3 separate regions of the Zea mays genome follow, and all the other regions are linked to region 1. Evidence: chromatin contacts called from public Hi-C data. All regions are on one chromosome and are shown on one strand. The core of a region is the stretch at or near the end of the contact, and the rest is flanking DNA. Distances in the headings are between cores, read along the strand shown. Region 1 holds the start of LOC100282762. Region 2 holds the start of LOC100501575. Region 3 has its middle 63 kb from the start of LOC100501575.

What was found. Hi-C and Micro-C count contacts between places; a contact is called where the count stands out from the background.
Region 2: a contact with region 1 is called in a Hi-C map of ear, with 2.4 times the contacts expected there. The contact joins the promoter of LOC100501575 here to the promoter of LOC100282762 in region 1. A contact is called at or near these places in 5 of 25 Hi-C or Micro-C datasets (bundle sheath, ear, leaf and 1 more).
Region 3: a Hi-C map of ear shows a contact between it and region 1, with 2.5 times the contacts expected there. The contact joins the enhancer-like site here to the promoter of LOC100282762 in region 1. A contact is called at or near these places in 3 of 25 Hi-C or Micro-C datasets (ear, endosperm and tassel).

The regions. Positions count from the first base shown.
Region 1 is chr6:128,134,479-128,137,697 of Zm-B73-REFERENCE-NAM-5.0, forward strand. LOC100282762 reads right to left here and starts at 1,670. Exons shown (of 12, transcript NM_001155668.2): 1 at 1,269-1,670; 2 at 664-825. The coding sequence starts at 1,334.
Region 2 is chr6:128,509,399-128,512,617 of Zm-B73-REFERENCE-NAM-5.0, forward strand. LOC100501575 reads left to right here and starts at 1,783. Exons shown (of 2, transcript NM_001196266.1): 1 at 1,783-2,676. The coding sequence starts at 1,930.
Region 3 is chr6:128,446,137-128,449,355 of Zm-B73-REFERENCE-NAM-5.0, forward strand. No RefSeq gene overlaps it. Among protein-coding and RNA genes, the nearest start is that of LOC100501575, 63 kb to the right of the region's middle. Within about 2 kb of position 1,730, at least 15 of the 20 cell types and tissues checked have an H3K27ac peak or open chromatin away from gene starts, as enhancers often do. A contact at or near this core is called in ear and endosperm, where this site is marked.

The sequences.
Region 1 (3,219 bases), core at 420-2,919:
CAGGCTAGGCCCAAAGTGGGAAAAACCCACAAAACTCGATATGAAACATTCGATATATTATGTTGTTTTTATCACCTTAAAGCAATCAATTATCACCGAGGCAAGCATAGGTTGAATTTTATTTGAAATGCAGCCATCGGATTTCACAAAACAGCAGTCAAGGTTGGAGAGAGTAAATACAAAGAGGTAAATAATCCAAATCCAAATCTGCATATGTTTAATCTAAGGCCTCCATTCTGGAAGACAAATCAATCGGGGATACAGAATTGAGGCGATCAAACAACACTTTGCGGGACATTCAAAGAAGACATAATTTTACAATTTACATGCAAATCGTCAAAGAAACCAGTCACAATGCCACATCTCAGGCAAATGACTGCACCATCTAGAACACTAGCAGAAGTAAACAAGACAACAAGCTATTATAGGTAACGTATGAACACCATAAGGCAGTGAATAATCATAACAACTAATATTTTACTAATAATCCATCCATGTAGCAATAACAGTGGGAGTAAAAATAGGTGTGAAAATGAAATTAACACAACCAACCTAAAACACTCAAATATGGCATGATTTACAAACAAACCGATCACACTTTACAGTTAAGAACCAGAATATTGAATACATTGCTGATGGGATAAGCCAGAGAACATCAAATACCTTGGACAGCATTATAACAAGGAAGCTGTTCTCAGCAACTCCGTTGCTTTCCAAAGTGGTCTCATCCTTCAGAATTTTCCCTTGGTATATGAGCATTTGCTGGTCTGCTGGGTAGGTACTCTGACCCTGAGTAGTTTCGATGATCCTCTTCACCTCAGCAACCTGAAAATACAAGCAGTGAGTAGGCTGCACGACTAGAGACGTTGCCGAACAACATAAATCGAACACCACGAAATGGTGAAACATCCGTCTGTACAGCAACCGAGCAGCATTACTGTGATGATTACAACGAACGCACCCTACCACAACCACAGCACCCAAACTCCAACCAACGACAAACCCTAGACCATGTCCCATGTGAGAAACTGAAGCTCATAATTCAGAGAACCAGAAGCAGCGGGGCCCATCGCCCGCCGACTGGACGACCCCAAAACAAAAACCCTAGATTCAGATCAAAGCCCTCTGCGCTACCACCGGCCGGACGCGCAATCACTGAACCAGACCACCGCGATATCGTACGGAGTCGCACCGGAATCGAGTGAAACGGCCGAGAATTGCACGGAATCGCTCGGATTGAAATCAGAAGGATGGAAAGGGGGCCGTACCGACGCATCGGGGCTCGCCTCGATCTCGAAGTTGGTGCCCTTGAGGGTCTTGACGTTAAGCTTCATTTCGCCCGCCGCCTCCTGAGTCCACTCACACTCTCCCTCCTCGCGCCGCTTCGAGGTGGAAGAGGGTTAAGGGTTTCAACGCCTCGCCTTGGGGATTTCGACCTCGCGAAGACGACGAGAGCGCACGGGGAAGCGAAGTTAAAGGCGAAACAATCCGAAAGCTGCAGGCTAGAAAACCAGCGCGTGGCGCTCGGGGCCGACCTAGATACTCTCGCTGTCCCGTGGGGTCGCGACAGATAGACCCTCAGCATTAGTGAAAGGGGCAGGTTCGGATCGGTGGGAGGCAGGCGGGAGTGGACAGTGGTGACGAGGCGCTGGAGCTCCACTAGGTAGACTTCGATGAAATTATATTTGTTTTCGTATTTTTATTCGGATTTAATTCGAATACGGATAGTTTCGAATACGAATACAAATATGAATGTTCTTAATATAAACGGATAGTTGTGAGTCGAATACGGAGCTAGTCAGACACGGATAGCGTCGGTAACGAATATTTTTGTCGGATATCGTGTAAGACACCATTTCATTAATTTTTTAGGCTATTTGTATATTATTATTTTCTTTCAGTAGAAAATCATCAAAATGCAATTAAATCCATAAAATATTCTAATGTCGACCGAAAATGGTAAATAAATTACCAAAACTAATAAACATCATATAAGAAAATAACTGCACCTCCACATGTGAAAATGATAAAGTGAAGTATTGATTATGTTAAAATTCGAATACTTAAGGTGATTTCACATGTAACTCACGCAACAAGTGAAAGTGAATTGAAAGAAACGATGACAATCTTTGGATTTTATGGCCAAAACATTTTTGAGGATGCTATATGGGCATATATTGCCCCTCCGTCAAATTTCATGAATTTCTGAGACTATTTGTGTATTATTATTATTATTATTATTATTATTATTTCTACAAAAAAATTATCAAAATTCAATTAAATTCATAAAATATTCCACTGTCGACCGAAAATTAAAAATAGGTTACCAGGACCAATAGACATTATATAAGAACATAACATCAAGTCCCCATATGAAAATGATAAAATGAAGTATTGATTATGTTGAAACTTGAATATTTAGGGCGATTCCACATGTAATTATCCGAATATCCAAAATCTGAAATCTAGTAAGATATCTGGGAAGATGTCCGGATATCCGAAATCTGAAATCCAGATAGGTATCCGAGAAGATATCCGGATATCCGAAATCTGACGGATATCAGTCATCTCATATCTGTATCCAATATCTGAATTGTATTATCCGAATTTGAATCTGAAATCCGAAAAATATGCGGATATCCGAGAAAAACTATCCAGACGGATAATTAGCTTCTTCGGACGGATGGATGCTCGGGTAATATTCATACCGTTTACACCCCCTAAGCTCCATTGTCGCGATGTGTAGGCTAAGCGCAAGAGAGGCACGTGGCGGGCATCGAGTGGAGCGACGCCGGTTGTGTACTAGCGTGGATGTTAAGCTGTAAACAAGCGACAAAAACTATAGATGGCACTGTTTATAAAGTGAAGCTTAAATAAGAGATTATTAGGAGATAAGACAAGAGATCTATTGGAGATAGCATTAAAATACTTATGTTGGGGGCCTTCATCTTCCGAAGTTCTTCAAAAACATGGCTAACCATTTGTTATCAGCATATTGCTAAGTATTACAGGAGCTGCGGAACCAGAATAGCTTCGACGCAGAACGGTGGAATGGAAACAAAGGTAGCTTCGTTATAACAACACTAGAAAATGATACAAGGAGAAGGTATTATCCAAGTCGCTGAGGCAAAAGACAATGTTGTCTCTGTGATATTTGTAAACTTTATGTGTAATCTATGAGGGTATGAATGTAATATCATACAAAGTTGTACGACTCCC
Region 2 (3,219 bases), core at 533-3,032, 380 kb after region 1:
GGAACAAGCGTGTGCAAACCAAAAGTAATGGTTAATATCGTATATAAGAACCAATTTCACCTAAACTAAAACTAAATATAACAATTAATACCGTAACCTAATTATAAAACACATGCACTGACTCTAGAAACTAAACATGTGTTTGCAAATGTAACTGATCTACTTTAATAACTTTGCTTGTATACCAAAATCAAAATCAATTGAACTTGTATCTACCTATAAAACTAGGCTCGCAAAACACATCTTATGCGGACCAAATCAACGCGTATAAATTGAGAAAAAAAGGGAAGGATGCTTTGGTCTTCAAGATCTAAGGATCAAAAAATGAGCTCCAAAGGTTGAATCAACGAATTAGAGAACGTCGGAAAGGACTAAGGATAGAAATAAAGAGAGATGAGAAACAAATAAAGGACGAGTGATAGAGATTGGACCGAGAAAAGGAGGAAGCTTGGTTAGAATTGTGGGACAGATGCTACGGGCTATAGCGCCGACTACGGACATGTTTGGCAGCAAGGGAAACGAAGGAGATTAGAGAGACTAGAATCCCCTCGCTAGCCTCTCCGTTTCCCCTGCTGAGTGAGACGTCTAATCTTACCGCTATAGAGCAGGGGCGTGACCCTAGAGTATGAAAGATGGAGTTAGTTTCCAAACGTAATTTTATAAGAACCGGCATGGCCTTGTCTCGTCGTCGCCTGTGAGCCTGCGTGCCCAAAATGTGAGTATGCGAGCGACACGGCAGCGGCACTGATCAATGCAATGCCACGTGCGCTTTGACATTTTGACAGGGTTGCGCTCGCGCGCGATACATACAGACAGATCAGCCCGGGTACCGTAGCCGGCCGTCCCGGCGTAAATTGACCTTGGCGATGGACGCTCCGTCCGCGCCGTGACAGGCGGACAGATGGAACAAGCCCTTCCCGCCGTGGCAGGCCAGGACAACGGCTAACCCGCACCGTCCCGGCGACCTTTGCCGCTAGCTGGGCGCTCGTTCGTGCCGTGACAGGCGGAGAAATGGAACAAGCAGTCCGCTCGAGGCGCCATCCGACTGGCGGCACCTGCATGCAGTTTGAAACTCGCAATGTCAACAACACCTCAATCTGGAGAGCACTGAGTGATATTTGTACATGCACGGTTAGCCGCCATCGGCAGAAACGGGACCCCATAACAAAAATAAGTAGCGCCTGTTTAATTTGTTTCCGTTAACCTAAATAGAGAGTTGAGTTCAGGAACTAAAATCCAGTCCCTAATATTTTTAGTTTCAGAGATTAAATAAAGGTTATTAAGGGCCTCTTCGGTTCCCTAGCCGGATTGTTTGTGTAATTTGTGCAAGTTTTGATCAACTGGACATCATTTGACTAGTATGTTTTTTTAAAGTTTACCAACAAGAGAGCTGATTGTTATATTAAAAAGGGAAGCCATGACATGCACTATATAGAGATAAATAAAAAAAATAGCCGCCACAACTAAAAGATTCTACGAGCAAAAAAAAACACTGTAGTAGTCGTTTAAGGTGCTTTCAGTCATATTTATGAAACGTTCGCACGTATCAACCGGAGGTATCAGTGATTTCGGTCATATGCCTAACAAATGTTTCTTTGTCCTTCATATGCCTAACAAAATATTTACAAAATGCATCCTTCCTTGTCCTTGAGCCGAATACTCACCGTCTCCTTTGACCTCGGCCCCAACCGGCCCTAGCAGTAGCAGCCTAGCCTTTTCCCCCCTTCCCTTTTTAATTCCTCCTTGACGCCCTAACCGGCTACGCACAAACAACGCCTCCAACGCGAGCTGCGAAAGAAGAGCAGGGGCAGGCCAAAACCAAGCGAAACACCAGCTGCGTCTGCGTGCACCACCCCCTCTACGGACCCACCCACCCGGAGCGAAGGGGAGACAGCAGCAGCAGCAGAAGCCGCGCGCGTGCAAACTGCAATGGGCAACAGCATCGGCGGGCGGCGCAAGGGCGCCAAGGTGATGCAGCTGGACGGCACGGCGTTCCGCGTGAAGCCGCCGGCGTCCGCGGGCACGGTGCTGCGCGACCACCCGGGGTTCCAGCTGCTCGAGTCGGAGGAGGTGAAGCTGCTGGGCGTCCGCGCCCGGCCGCTGGCGCACGACGCGCAGCTCCGCCCGGGCCGCCTCTACTTCCTCGTCGCGCTGCCCCGGCCGGCCGCCCCGCCGCGCCGCGCCTGGTCCGGCGCGCTCCACGTCGGCGCGCGGGAGCGGCTCGAGTCGCTCATGCTCACGCGCCGCTCCACCTCCGACCTCTCCCTCGCCGCCTCCGCGGGCACGGCGCCGCCGTCCCCGCTCTCCACGGCCTCCGAGGGCGGCGGGCCCGTCCGCCTCCGGATGCGCCTGCCCAAGGCGGAGGTCGACAGGCTCATGGCCGAGAGCCGCGACGCCGCCGACGCCGCTGCCAGGATCATGCAGCTCTGCGCCGCCGCCACGCCCGACCGGACCCCGCGGTTCGTGCCCACTCCGGACTGGGGCGCTGGCGCCGCCGCCGCCGCGTTCCCGCAGACGCCCGACCGGAGCCCCAGGTTCGCGGCGACGCCCGACTGGGGCACTGGGTTCATGATGCCGCCGGGCGCTGCGGCTGCGCCGACGACGCCGGAGAGGTGGCCCGCGCTGCCCCGCACTCCGGAGTACGCGTCGCCGGGCGTCAAGGCTAGCCGGAAAGAGGTAACGCACCGCGCCACGCCCTCGATCCCTCCTCGCAGATTACTGTTGTGGAACGTACAATTCCTAGATTGCACAGGCATCTCGCCATTCGCCTCTGTTCTTATTTTTTTTAAAAAAAATAGTTTATAATTATGAGAAAAAAAAAACAATGTCAATGTAAAAGGACATACGGAATATGCTTATCCCAACCCTGAGCTTCGAAATTTTGTCTAATAGACCTAGAATTTATAGACGTAGACATAGATGAGCCAACAAATCACAAGAGTCAATGGGTATTTTTAGGGAGTGTAGGCAATGATGAGGTAAGCAAAATTTTTAAAAATAGCAGAACACTGCAGCCGTTGAAAAAATCAATAATATTCAGTTTACTCAGTAACAGTCAAATGGTACCGTATGTACTGTGCGTGGAGTATAGATTGTGCAAGTAGCCGAGACGAAAGCGAGCGAAATAGGGATCACTTGTCTGAAACCACTCGGATACCTTACGTGTCCTTTCGGGCACCGGCCTGTGTTTTCGCTTTTCGGGAGTGCGTCCATCCAATA
Region 3 (3,219 bases), core at 480-2,979, 310 kb after region 1:
CGGCGCATGCTAATACTTAATGATAATTACACAGTGCGTAAAAGAATCAAGATGCTTAAAAGAAGAGTGAAGTAGACTTAATTGAAATCTATTGCACCAACAAAAAATGTTTTCACTAGCAGTTCGATTAATAAAACGCTCGCTAGCGAAAATCGTTCATTTTCATTGGCGGTTCAAATAACTAAAATGTCAGTAGAAATGGAGGATTTACACTGGCGATTTTATTAAATGAACTCCTAGTGCAAATCTGTTTCCACTGGTGGTTTTAGGATTGGGACCAACTATATTCTATATATCACCAACGTTTGAGACCGAAACTGCATGTAAAAATATAATTAGACTCCACCACGGGTTTAAAGCTCTTTTGAACTAGTGTTGGATACTCGACATAGTTAACGGTGGTCAGCTGTCATCGGCTTCTAACGCGCGCTTGCCGAGTGCAATAGTGTGCCTAGAGCCGGACGGTGGACAAAGATACCAATGCGTGATGCGCTTAACGGACAGGTTTCCTGATGGGTCAAACTGCACAGTGTTCGGCGCGCGCGCGCATGCCGTCCGCCATTTCTGCATATATTGGTGTGAGACCTCACCGACGTGCAGCCCCACAAGATACCAAAACAGTTGCATCTGGACTGCCAATGCGTGATGCGTACATGTATGGGTAGCTCGACCGAGCACGATCTAAGAAACATGATTCATGGGGACAAGGAGAAGGGAGCCCAGAGGTCGTCGTTTAAATCTCGCATAGAAATAACTGCGCACACGCACACCTCTCCAGATCGTTGGGAGCTAGGGCAGTTAGTTAGTCATAGTCTCTTTGTTAATTTGCATCGTTTTCAACTTTGAACCTTCAACTTTACACGTACGCAGTGCAACTAGAACCTGGCATTTAGCATGAAGCGTGAGAGAGCCTGCGACTGCAAAACCAAGAGCAGTCCTCCCAGATCGACGCTCTCGATGATCATCGCCAACCAACCAATTAATCAACCGATCGCCTATCCGATTATTCCGACCACATCATCTCTCTTGCAACTTCCCAATCCCCTCCGGCTCTTGGCAACCGGAAACCCTCAGCTCGGCGTGCGAATTGGTGGTGGCCCCATGCCCCCATCCATATAATCGGCGGCTTGCTTTCCAGTGCTCAATCAATCACAGGAAGTCATCGTTGCCACATCGACCATCTTCATCTCCATCCACCCCTGACCCAGTAATGACGTGAACGTGACCCGGTAATGACGTGAACGCCGTTGCGCTCGTGCATGCAGTACGTCCCGTTCGGCACAGTGTATTCGCCACCGTACCGCGTCGTCCATCTGGTGGTTATTCGTCGAGCTGAATTGAATTGATCTCCGCCGGCGGACTTGGGTAACGGGAGACCGGAACACAAGCACGAGGTGGCCGTTTCTGTCCTGTCCTCCACCTTTTCTTCGTTGAAACGAGGAAACTGCGCCAACCCTTCACAAGTTTTTTTTATTTGGCGCGTCCCGTACGTCACCGGTCTCGTATCACTTGTTGTGCTAGAGTGTCCAGGAAAAAAGGTCGGACGACGGATACCAGACCTGCGTTTTTTCTACACATGCGATGGCACATATATATATAGGCACCAGTGCGCGCGCCAGACAAAAAGCAAGCAGAAGAAAGTTTGTGGAAAGCCTGGAGCTAGCAGCTGGGAAGAAGAGGGGACGACTGACGGGGCAGCAGATCAGACCTTCCATGTCCCGTTGCCTGCAGACGAGAATGCCAGTGCAACTAGCTAGTAGCGGTCCCTCGTGTTGGGAAGGGGTGGGTGGGTGTAGAGCTGTGGGGAGAGATAGATAGCGCGGAGACAGGCTCGTTAAGCTGTTTAAACTCCCGGTTGGTGAAGCATACCGCTGAGCCTGCTGTCCATGGCCAGCCTTCCTATTCATATCTGAATAACCAATAGCACCGAATAGTTGTTGATCGTCGTCAGCTCTGCATGGCTCACGTACTGTGCCAGATCTGCCTAGCTGGCTTCTAGAATAATCCCGATATGGCTCAGAACAGCTGTACGTACGTTGTTCAAATTCAGTCCACAGTTCCAAACTCCAACCTCTACGGGTTGATTTGGTGACCGGGGATCCCGAGGGGAAGAAATCCTCTTGCTATTCAAAATTGAATTGCAAGAAAATTCCTCCCCCATGGATCCCTAGGATCACTAATCACCAAATCAGCCCTACAGCTGACAAACAGCCGAGCGACTCAAATTCCTCGACATGTGGAGTACTGTTTGCCTTTCCACAGCAGCACTGAGGTCACTATAGGTCACAGGCAGGGAGCACTGAAATCAAGGCCCATTTCACTAGTACACACCTACTACCATACTCCTAACCCTCCTGTCCTTCAAGCTCATACTATAACCACATCATGCATGCATGCGCCTAACTAACAAACTCTTCTAAGAAAAAAAAATCTCAATGCATTGACCGGTGGCCTGAATCAGCCCGAGACGAGCCAGCGTTTTTGACCTGTGTCCGTGCTCACCTCGATCGCTCCTTTTCAAAGAAGAAGAAGAAAACTGCATCGCCTTGAGCACAACCAACGACCTAAAACCGTAGCTTGTTGCAGCTGCGCCCGCAAGGATCCCGGCCAGTACACACTTGCCATGATGCCCCCCCCCCCCCCCCCCCCCCCCCCTGATAAGGCATCGAGATAAAATGTGTTCCTCTGAATTCCTTTATATTTGAGGGGAAAAAAACAACCAGGACTTCAAAAGAAGAAGCTCGTAGGCAAGGCATCGTGATAAAATGTGTACTAGTGTAGATGTATAAACAGCCTACGTGCACAACACCAGAAAAACAGAAAACTTACGATGGCTTGATCTATGCCGTCGGATATAGATTATTTTGTACAGCATAAACATAATCTACGACGGCAGAAGTACGTCGGGTTTAAAGCGTCGGAGATAACGCTATCTTCGACAGTAGCTCTCAAAAATATCTTATGTCCGACGGCTTGCATGCCTCCTCGGCAATATGCTCGGGTAACGTCTGCCAAGGCGTATAAAGGGCCCACATATGTTATAATCGCCCCTACATCTATAGGACAGGATAGGTCCTAAACCAACCTAAGAGTGACCGAAATAGCCTGTTTCTAACAAGGCATGAGCTCGAACGAAATTTTAGCAGCATAACCCCGTTGTTCTTCATTTGCACGCCTGAAAATTGTGCAATTGGAGAACAAAGGGGTTATACTGCCGAA